Regions from separate parts of the Mus musculus genome. Here regions 2 and 3 are each linked to region 1. The links are chromatin contacts, called in public HiChIP or PLAC-seq and promoter capture Hi-C maps. All regions are on one chromosome and are shown on one strand. Each heading gives the region's core, a stretch centred on a gene start, on an enhancer-like site or on the middle of the called end of the contact. The rest is flanking DNA. Distances are from core to core; before and after follow the strand shown.

Region 1 (3,317 bases), core at 701-3,200:
ATTTGATTATGATCTTGGAGAATAAACCTAGGCAATCTTACTCATTAAATAAGAACAAGTGTACTACCAATAATCCTGAAATCTCTTTAGCAGATTCCGGCAGACTTACTTATTTTTATTATCATGTACTATCTATAAGCAATGGGTTTCATTTTGATATATCCATAAATGCAAATAATGTACCAAGATCATACTCATCCAACATTTTTATTCAAAAAGTGTCACATGTTGGCTAAAGAGATGGCTCAGTGGTTAAGAGCACTTACTGCTCTTCTAAAGGACCCAAGTCCAGTTCCCAGCATCCACAATGGGCAGCTTTCAAGGGCTGTAACTTTAGGGTCAGAGGATCCAACATTCTTTTCTGGCCACTGAGTTCCCCCTCCCCACATATGAAACACACACACACACACTCACACTCACACACACACACACACTCACACACACACGCCTAAAACAGCACTCAGTAAAACAGTAGACCTTGCATTCTAGTGGAAAGTGAGAGAAAGGCACACAGAGCCACCCAGTGCTGAGTGCCATGGGAAGAAACAGTATGGGTTCCAGATTACAGGACACTCCAACTTGAAACACAGTGGTCAGGAAAGCCCCTCTGAAAACCTGGTGTCTGAGCAAAGATTTGAAAGAGCAAACAGCTGACCATGTGGGCATTTAAAAGAACATTCCAGCAAAAGCACCAAGGAAAGAAAGAACATTATAAGTCGGTGTCTTGAGCCAAGTGACATGCCAGAAAACTGGTAGATGAACAAGGTAAGGAGGGGATTATTACAGAGAATTTGATTTTTAAAAAAACGCACAATAGAAAGCCAACATAATGTTTTCAGCAGAGTATACCATGTGACTTAATATTTCCATGATTCCCCTGGCTACTGGATTAATAACCAATCCTTGGTTCAAAGACAAAAACCAGGAATACTAAATTAAGCTCTACCTGCAGTGATGTCAGATGACATAAAAACAGTTTTAACAAGAAGGTAAAAAAAAAGATCATAGTTACACAGATCTCTTCTCTTCTCTCTTTCAACAGGACTTTGCCATAATAAATAGCCTACACTGGCTTGGAGCCATGGATCTTCTGGATACAAAAAAGTTTGCCTTCCCCATTTGCAAAGTAACAGCTTCTTTCAGTCAGGTACCATGGTTAATGGAAATTTCACACGCAAAACATCCAAGATAACATCCAACGAGTGTTAATTACAATTATAAATGCAGAGAAAGAAAAAAGTTCTACCAGGTAGTAAAGCGAGCTATCATTCATTTCCATTGCCTCCCCTCTCATTCATTCGTCCACTCTGCAAACTTTCCTGAATGTTTCTTTTATGCTAAACCCCTGAAGATTTAGGATGCGGAAGCTTGGGTCTTGATTTTGAGGCCAAGGTTTTAAATGATTCAATGCCACTGAAGGGCTGAAAACAGGCGTCTACTAGGGAAACACGTATGAACCACACAGAGAACACCAGGCACCTTCACAGAAGCCTATTTTAACTTCAGGCTCACTGTCTTTCCGTTCCCTCAGAGGCGACATCATCCGTAGGAAGAGGGGCGGAGGGCCAAAGGCGGGATGACTCCCCACTTACCGCCTGCAGCAATGCCCCTGGAGTCGCCTGCTGCGGCCCCGCTCCGGGGCCGGCTCCTGCCGCTCCCAACAGCAACTCATGTCGCGGCCGCTTGACGGGAACCAGGGGTAGCTCCGGGCCCTTACGCTTCTGCTGCTCGATCATGGCGGCAGCCACTCTCCTCGGCGCCGCCACTAACCGCGCCGCCGACCGGAGGCGCCGCGCAATTGGTTCCAACTGAGTTCTTCCTCCAGAACTTCCGGAGAGGAGCAACCAATTGGCTTCTAACATTTCCTTCTGGAAAGCCCTCTGAATACACTCTTGTGATTGGTCCCATTCTGATGACGTCACGAGAAGGCGACTCTGGGATTGGGTCGCGGAGCTGGCGTTCTCCCCCGCCCCCTCGGGCGCGCAGTGCATCGTGGGTGAGAACGAGCGGAGCAGGTTTGGCGTTCCTAGCTATGAAGCGGCTGTCCTGCTAGGCGCGGACGCGGAGTGAGTGTGTGGGGAATCAGGCGGGTGGCTGTTCCAATCTGGAAGGTGCGAGGTGGTGATAGGCCTGAGCCTGCCCTTTTCAGCTATCAGCCTTAGCAGCATGGGGTGGCAGGAGGTGTCGCCGGAAAGAGAAGTCCCTTGGTAGGCTGGAGCGGAGCTTTGGCATCTCTGGCTCCAGGACTCGAACCCTCAGACGGCTATCCCTTGACAGCTGCTCTGCAGGATGCCAATTCTGCGTCTAGCTCTGTGCTGGCCCGAGTCCTGGCCTCCAGGCTTCAGTGCCGGACTTGGCTGAGGCGGCGGACTTAGTTGTCACTGATTTAGCCGTCTTTTTAAAAGGGCTTTAATTTATGTCCCCGAGACAGCCAGTGATGAGGAAAGTATCAGATGGTTCTTCCGAAGCACAGTTTAGTTGAGAAATCGAACAATCATGCTTGCGTGCCAGGTCTTCTCGAAAGTGGTCCAAATGATATTTATTGTGCAGTGCGTTTGGGGGTCATTCTGAAGAAATATGGTCCTCTACCCCAGAGTGTGGGAAACGTGTTAAACAAATTTGATGTTAAACAAAAACCATTTGATCGGAAGACTACCTAAACAAGCGATGCCTCTTGCTGTGAGTTACTAATATAAACTTGAAGGCTTTTTAAAGGAAAAGACATCTGAGCGGTTCCTATCTGATGGGACGGTTCTAATTAGGGGAAGAGAGGAAGGGAGAACGTTCTGCACAGAACAGCAGGTTCTATCAGTCGGAAAGATGAGGGAGACACAAAGAGCCGGTGTGGGGGGAGAGAGAGAGCGAGAGCGAGAGCGCTAGCTTAAAGTGAATATGGTATGGGATGAACCTGGAAGTCATGAAGATTTGCAGGAAGTTGAAGCTTTTACTTTAAAATTAATAGGAAGCCAGCGATAGTTTTCTCTCTCCTCCAGAATGTGGTGCAAAAGAGGACTTGATCCCTCAGGCTTAATGGTGTGATGAGATTGGAGAAAGATAAGAGGTTTACTGGGAGTAAATAGACCATTTCGGGAGCATGAACAGTAGTTCTGATCAGCAATGCCAGTGAGAACCAAGCTGGAGCTGTGACTGAAGACAGGTTTAACAGTATCTTGAGATAGCAGGGGAGTAAATTGGACAGAATAGATTGGATGATGCTCTTAGTCCCAACACTGGAGGCTGAGACAGGAGGTCTCAAAACCAAAAGCAACAAAACCAAAGCTAGCCTGGGCAACATTGGGATTTTCAACCCATACCAG
Region 2 (3,429 bases), core at 470-2,969, 430 kb before region 1:
TGTCCACTCTGCCTCCCCGGAGGGCACCCTTAGTCCGTCTTTGCAGAGAGGAAAGCTGGGACTCAGAGGAGTGGCCAGGCTGGCTCAAGACCTCACTGTGATTGGGTGGTGGTCTTCACTGGACTTTGAAACCAGATCTTTGATGTCAAGGGTAATTTTCTATAATGCTGCTGAAAAGCAGTTCCCACTGCCAGTGTGGGTAGTGCTGCCTTTTGCTCAGGAACCTCTCCCCTCACCCCATCAGGAAAAAAAGGAAAAAGAAGAAGAAGAAGAAGAAGAAGAAGAAGAAGAAGAAGAAGAAGAAGAAGAAGAAGAAGAAGAAGAAGAAGAAGAAGAAGAAGAAGAAGAAGAAGGAGAAGAAGAAGAAGAAGAAGAAGAAGAAGAAGAAGAAGAAGAAGAAGAAGAAGAAGAAGAAGAGAGAGAGAGAGAAGAAGAAGAAAAGAAAAGAAAAGAAAAGAAAAGAAAAGAAAAGAAAAAAAGGGCAAGGCATGAACCGACCACCAGGTACTATCTTGGGGTCCCCTCCCCAAAGCTAACAGTTGTCAGGGCAGCTCAGAGTCTTGCCTGCCTCCCTACAATCTGGCCACCTTGCTTAGGAGAGAAGGGGCGTGCCGGCCAGCCTGGGCTCTGGTGGTCATCTGAGTGGGTAGGGACAGCCATTGCTCCTGGAGTCAGCCACATGGGGGTAGGACCTAGAACTCCCCAGCTCACTCAGCCCACATTTAGACACCTGTCAACTCAGAACTCACTTGGGAGCTGGGTTCCTCAGAGCAGGGACCCGGCTCATCCACCTGCAGGACCGACCCTCTTCCTCCCGTTCTGCTAGTGAAACCAGAACCAAGTTCAATCCCTTAGCTACTTCGGTTTCTCAAAGGGACAGTCAGGGGTCACCTGGTACCCACCTCTGATGGCACACACACCCATGTCTTCTGGGGTGGGAGCTGAGCCAGGTCCACCATCGCTACACACCTGCACACACATACGTGTGCTTTCACACAGGTCCATGGGTCAAAGCACACACCCCCTCACCCACAGTCACACAGCCTTGGCCATGGTGGAACACAGCGTGCAGAATGGGTCACCCTAGTGTGGAGCGGGATGCGGATGCCATCCAGCCATATGGACAGAGCCTCTCCCGTGCCCACACCCACAGGTGCCCACGCACCCTTCTTAGAAGCAGACACACACACACAGGGTCACCCTCATTCACCCTCGCGGGTCACCTTCATCGACCCACCCCCTCCTCCTCCAATGCCCCCAAGGCCCTGCAGGCAGCTTGGGATGGAGTGGGGGTGGGGAGAAGGCGACCCCAGCGGATACCGGACGCACACGCTTCCCGGCGGGGAGGGGACCCCATGAGACCGGGACACACCCAGCGCGGCACGCGCGACGAGGGGACACGCAAAGACACGCGGGGTACACGCTGGGGACCCTCTTGGGGCCCATCACTCACCCCCGCGGCGCGGCCGGCCAGCAGCAGCAGCAGCAGCGGTGGCAGCAACAGCCCGCGGGCCCCGGGCGCATGGGTGGCGGTGTCCACGCGCTGCCCCTGTGCGGTCCCGCGGCGCGGCGGCCCGGGCTTCATGGCGGCCTTTGTTCGCGGCGCGGGCTGCGCGGGACCTGCGCTCGGCTCCTCGGCCGCCGGCTCCGCCTCGCTCGTTCGTTCGCTCGCTCGCGGCTCCGCGCCCACAGCGGCCGCGCCCGCAGGAAGCGTCGCCGCCGCCGCCGCCACCGCCGCCGCCCCCCGCGCAGGCGGGGCGAGCAGGAGGGCGGGGCCGCGGCGACACCGGCACGCGACACCGCCCCCGGCCTCAGTTTCCCCCCGCGCAGGGGGGGGGGGGCGAGGGGCGTTGACGTCTGCCCCCCTACTGTGGATCCGCGAAGCACGCCGTGTGCGAGCCGCGGGAGAACCTGCTCTTCCAGACAGCACCCCGGGTCTCTCTGCTCCCAGTAGGGTGGTGTCAGAGGACCCCGACTCGGGGTTCCCCCTGGTCCTCCTGAGCTTCTCCTTGGCCTGTTTGTCTGAGAGACACAGGCCCCTAGCCACCCTGAGTTCAGGAAGCAGGGGCTTGGGTCAGCTACAGGCACGCATGGCGAACACCAGCACGCGTCTGCTGCTCACACGCTGGTGAAGTCTCCAGTTTCCCATTCACAGGGGCTCAGTTGCACTAAGGGGTCTCCGGGGAGGCTGGTAAGGGTAGGCGTTGGTTAGTTGGCATGTGAGCTGAGCAGGACACCCTTTGATGTCCCTGCAATCGGCACTATCCATTTGATGGCCATGTGTCCTTGGAAAGAAACCCAGAGCATGAAGCTCCGCACCATATAAGGCAGAGTGTGAGATGGGTTCCCCAGAGGGAGTGAGAGGCTGGGGCATCACAGGTATGCAAGGCTTGCCTAGCTAACCTCGGTAGACATCCTGGGGGGGGGGGGGCGTCCACTCTGTGGCTTACAGATCGCTGAGAACGAGCCAAGCCTGAGTAGTAGCTGCCTGTAACCCCAGTACTCATGACTTAGGAGGCTGAGGCAGAGGGATCTCAAAGCCTGGGCTACATACTGAGTCTCTGTATTTTCAAATATAAGAGGGGAGGGAGAGCTGGTGAGAGATACAGCATACTACTTAAAGATGTAAGTGACTAGTTCCCGGTACCCACACCAGGCTAGACACAACGCCCTGTGACTCCAGCTTCAGAGGATCTAATACCTTTAGCCTCCAAGGACACCTGCATTAATGTGCAGAGGTGTGACACGCATGCCCGCGTGTGCACACATACACACGAATAATAAAAATAAATCCTTTAAAAATGATAAAAATAAATGTTGACACTTTTTTTTTAAGGAAGATGGACTTTCAGGCTGACCTTGAACTTGTGATGTAGCTGAGTATGACCTTGAACATCTATTCCTACTACCTCCATCACATCCAATTTGTGCTGTGCTAAGAACCGAACCCAGAGCTTTGTGCAGAAGGGCATGTGCTCCACCAACTGAGCTACATCCCCAGGCCCTCACAAAGAGTCTTTTAAATCAATCCCATTCGATGCGTTTTGGCATTTGAAGCTAAGATGCCTTGAAGAATACAACATGAAAAGATTGACCTGCCTAGGAATCAGGAACTGGCTTTATCACTAGCATAGCCAGGAGCTGAGGGACTCTAGCTTTGGGTTAAGCAAGTGCTTGGGTTCAAATCCTGGTTCTGACAACCATGGGCTCTGGTACTTGTTTGTACAACTTCACCTCTCTGAGCCTATTCCCCAATGTCTGATGGAAATGAAGACCATATGGGCTTCACTTATTCATTCAACAAACATATTGAATGCCTTGTGTGTACCAGGTCAGGGGACAGGCTGGGAAGCTTTTGTGAGCTCTTCCTTTTCGTGTACTGGGAGTTCAATCAATGTGGTTGGGACTGGTTCTGAGGTGCTCTCAAAG
Region 3 (3,313 bases), core at 76-2,575, 500 kb before region 1:
CCCATGGCAGCCCCAGCTGGACATCCCCCAACCCCTACCCCCAGCTCTCTGACTCCAGAGGTGCGCTGCCCACCTCTCCTCCGGAATCTGCCCCATGAGTCCCACCACACACACTCCAAGCCAGCATAGTAGGTGTTGCCCTGAGCATCTCTCCCACAATTATTGTTCTCCCGCGTGGTGGTTCTCCCATGGTTGTCCCTACTGTTGCAAGTAAGCCAGCAGAGCCCCACCCTCTCCACCATAGGAGCACACCCACGTCATCATGTGTTCCCACACACACACATACTGGAACCACCCCCTCTAGTGCTTACTTTCCGTCAACAAGTGTCTGCCCCCTCCCCAGTCATACAGGGCCTCAAGCTGGTCATAGGAGCTGAGCAAAACAGTCTCCATTGCTGCATGAATCTAGTGCTGGACCTTGCCCTGCTCAGGCCCCCTGATGTGGGTGTATTTCTGGACTGCCCACATCGGCCACACTGATCCTTCCAGGTGAGTCCTTTGCCATTCTGGACCTGAGGTCTCTCCCAGCTTCCCAGATAAACCTGTGATCCCTGGACTCTCCCCGAGAATAAAGCCAAATACGAATGTGGCACAGAGGGGCATGTTGTGTTCCTGGACAGACCGTGGTATGTGTGATTAGAGCCAGAGTCCAGCTACCTTGACATATACGTTTGTCTAACTACCCTTACTATAGTTGCTGTATTCGCTGAAGTTCATGCCCATCTCTGTGCCTGCCCCTTCTCCAAAGCACAACCTGCCCTGCTTTTCCCTGGACTGGATTACAAACACCTGGTGAACTAGCACAGTCCAGGGCTCAACTCGGTCTCTGGACCTGAGTCTGCTTGCAGGATGAGAGCTTCCCATGGAAGAAGGTGCCCCTGAGACTGGCCAGGCCAGTCTGCAGTCTGAGGTGGTGAGTCACCTCCTGGCTGCAAGTCAAGGAACCCTCAGTGCGCCCTTGTTTGGAGAAGACTAGGAGCCGCAGCGCGGAGACAGGAGGACAGTCATCAGGAGTCACCAAGGCCCTAAAACACACCGGGAAGGTCACAGAAGGATCCAGATAATTAAAAACAAAGAGGAGGAAGATGCGGTCAGATCCAGAACAGTGAAGGGGACCAAGGGAGAGCCCGTGCGCGCGCAAGGCCACATGCAAGAACGCGCAGGGAGCCTGGGTTTGAGCACGCGCTCCTCGCGCTCCCTAGCCTGCTCCACCCGCGCCCGGGATCCCAGCGTGGGCAAAAAATCGGAACCAATAGGCTGCCAAGCCTGGGCATTACCTCACCGGAACACCCTGCTATTGGCTGGCCCCTGCGCCGGTGCGCGCTGTTGCTATGACAGTTTGGACCGGCGTTGCGCAGAGATGCCAGGAGGAGGCTCCCCTCTTCTCTCCCGGGGATTCCCATTCAACTCCAGGGACCTCTGCTGGGACCTCAAGAGAAAAGCCGAGCGAGCTCCAGCAGCTCCAGCAGGAACCAGAACATCTCTAACGGCACCAACCACCTCTCTGCCACAACCATTCTTTCCATTCTGTGCCTGGCCCCACCCTGTCACTACACAGGCACCTGCAGACACAGGCACACATAACCACGCAGGGCAGTGCTGGCCTCTGCACAGATATATGAGTCCCTCCAAGTCTGTGCCCTGCAAGCCTTTGTTAAGGGCCCATGGGTACTCTTTGAGATACCCCAACTCAACCACTGGTTGTGGAGGCTTCTGGGAGACAGGAAAGCAGAGCTAAAGTTTTCTAGACAATAAAGACTAGGGAAAGGGTTCCATCCCGTGCTAAGACCAGGGACGGGAGGCACTTGGGGCGTTGTCACAAGAAATTAGATGCTGTGACGGGGAGACTGAAAAGGAGGAGTTGGCCTAAATCGGATAGAAACGCAAGAGCAAGGTCCCATAGGGTTTGAAAGCGATGCCAAGGAGCTCTGAACCACACCCAAGGAAGAGGAGGAGGGGTCGTGATGTGTGGGAACCTGTGATAAGAGAAACAAGTACTTTGGTTGCCTTGAAGGATGGACAGGAGGGAGTCCGGAGACCAGTTTCTGCAGGCACTGAGAGGGGTAGAGAAATGCTGAGCCCCCTAGCCAGAGCGGGAAATGTAGGCACAAAGGATGGGGACAGTCCATGTCAGGTGATTAAATCGCTGTCCCCCTCTTACCTAGGAAGTTGGAGGGGTGGGGAGCTTCCTGACAGCCAATCAGGGCCATCATGACGGTTCACGGCATCCATATCTGTGTATGCAACGATAGCTTCACCAGTTGCACTAAACTGAAAAAGATCTCCTTTCCTCCTACGCTCTTCTCCCCCTCCTCCCCTCCTCTCCCGGACCCCAGCTCTAGCACCTGGCACAGAACTTCATCCTAGATCCCAGCCCACCAACAGTGAGCTCCCACCAAACCCTGTCCCAGGATCATCTCTCTGACCCAGCCTCCACCTGCTCCTGCCTCCCCTTCACACACCTCCTCTCCCACAGCTTTGGTAATGTTGTAGCCACTATCTAGGTCTAAGGATGGTCTCTCTCTCTTCCCTCTCCCTCAACCCCTCCCCCACTTCCCTCCTCCTCTCTGTCTCTCTGCCCATCTCTGTCTCTGTCTCTGTCTCTCTCTCTCTCTGTCTCTGTCTGTCTGTCTGTCTGTCTCTCTCTCTCTCTCTCTCACACACACAGACACACACACACACACACACACACACACACACACACACACACAAACCATGCCTCAGCCCCTCCAGCGGAGAGGAAAGCTCTTACTCCATGGTGGCAGATTTTCAAAGCCTAATAGAGCCCCTCTTCTCTATGTGCTGCATAGTACATCCACTAGTCAGCCATCATGATGACAGATCCTCAATAAACATGCAAGCAGGTGAGGAGACCTACTTAGGACCTCCATGTGCACAGCCCTGCAGTGGGGCACCTGATTAGCTTGTCACAGAATGCTGCTTTCACTACACTTGTCACACGGCAGTGTCACATGGTAATGTCATGTGTTCTCAGGGAAGGCACACTCTGGACTATTAACATAATGGTGAGACTGAATCCTGAATTTGTGTCATAATGCCCCATTAAGGTCATCAAAATCTCAACCAAATCCTTGACTTGATAGCTGTGGATACATCTAGAATAATCTAGCTGCTTCTTTGATGTCAAGATTGCCAGCCTGGAGCTCCTGGTGGTCAGAGTTGCAAATGCCCTTGAAACCTGCAGATGCAGCCACAGGCCCACCTCGTTGTCCCACCCCCCAGGCAGAGGTGCCAGGAGGTCCACAGTCAAGGCCATGAAAGGCCTTCCTCGCTGTCCCAGCACTGTTTCTAA

Evidence for each region. HiChIP or PLAC-seq counts read pairs in DNA pulled down with a chosen protein or histone mark. Capture Hi-C pulls out chosen DNA fragments and counts their contacts.
Region 2: a contact with region 1 is called in a promoter capture Hi-C map of adipose tissue. The contact joins the promoter of Sdc3 here to the promoter of Zcchc17 in region 1. A contact is called at or near these places in 5 of 39 promoter capture datasets (cranial neural crest, embryonic stem cells, hippocampal neurons and 1 more), 1 of 484 Hi-C or Micro-C datasets (embryonic stem cells), 6 of 115 datasets of contacts at active chromatin or transcription factors (bone marrow-derived macrophages, embryonic basal ganglia, embryonic limb bud and 2 more) and 4 of 9 other capture datasets (adipose tissue, embryonic stem cells, liver and 1 more).
Region 3: an H3K4me3 HiChIP or PLAC-seq map of embryonic basal ganglia shows a contact between it and region 1, with 2.8 times the contacts expected there. The contact joins the enhancer-like site here to the promoter of Zcchc17 in region 1. A contact is called at or near these places in 1 of 39 promoter capture datasets (embryonic stem cells), 2 of 484 Hi-C or Micro-C datasets (B cells and uterus) and 6 of 115 datasets of contacts at active chromatin or transcription factors (embryonic basal ganglia, embryonic midbrain, embryonic stem cells and 1 more).

Annotation. Positions count from the first base shown.
Region 1 is chr4:130,358,625-130,361,941 of GRCm38.p6, reverse strand. It overlaps Zcchc17 (zinc finger, CCHC domain containing 17), which reads left to right and starts at 1,950. Exons shown (of 8, transcript NM_153160.5): 1 at 1,950-2,066. Snrnp40 (small nuclear ribonucleoprotein 40 (U5)) reads right to left here and starts at 1,810. Exons shown (of 10, transcript NM_025645.2): 1 at 1,593-1,810. The coding sequence starts at 1,736.
Region 2 is chr4:130,790,827-130,794,255 of GRCm38.p6, reverse strand. It overlaps Sdc3 (syndecan 3), which reads right to left and starts at 1,719. Exons shown (of 5, transcript NM_011520.3): 1 at 1,454-1,719. The coding sequence starts at 1,585.
Region 3 is chr4:130,859,738-130,863,050 of GRCm38.p6, reverse strand. No RefSeq gene overlaps it. Among named protein-coding and RNA genes, the nearest start is that of Gm22660, 3.5 kb to the right of the region's middle. Within about 2 kb of position 1,325, at least 111 of the 459 cell types and tissues checked have an H3K27ac peak or open chromatin away from gene starts, as enhancers often do. A contact at or near this core is called in embryonic basal ganglia and uterus, where this site is marked.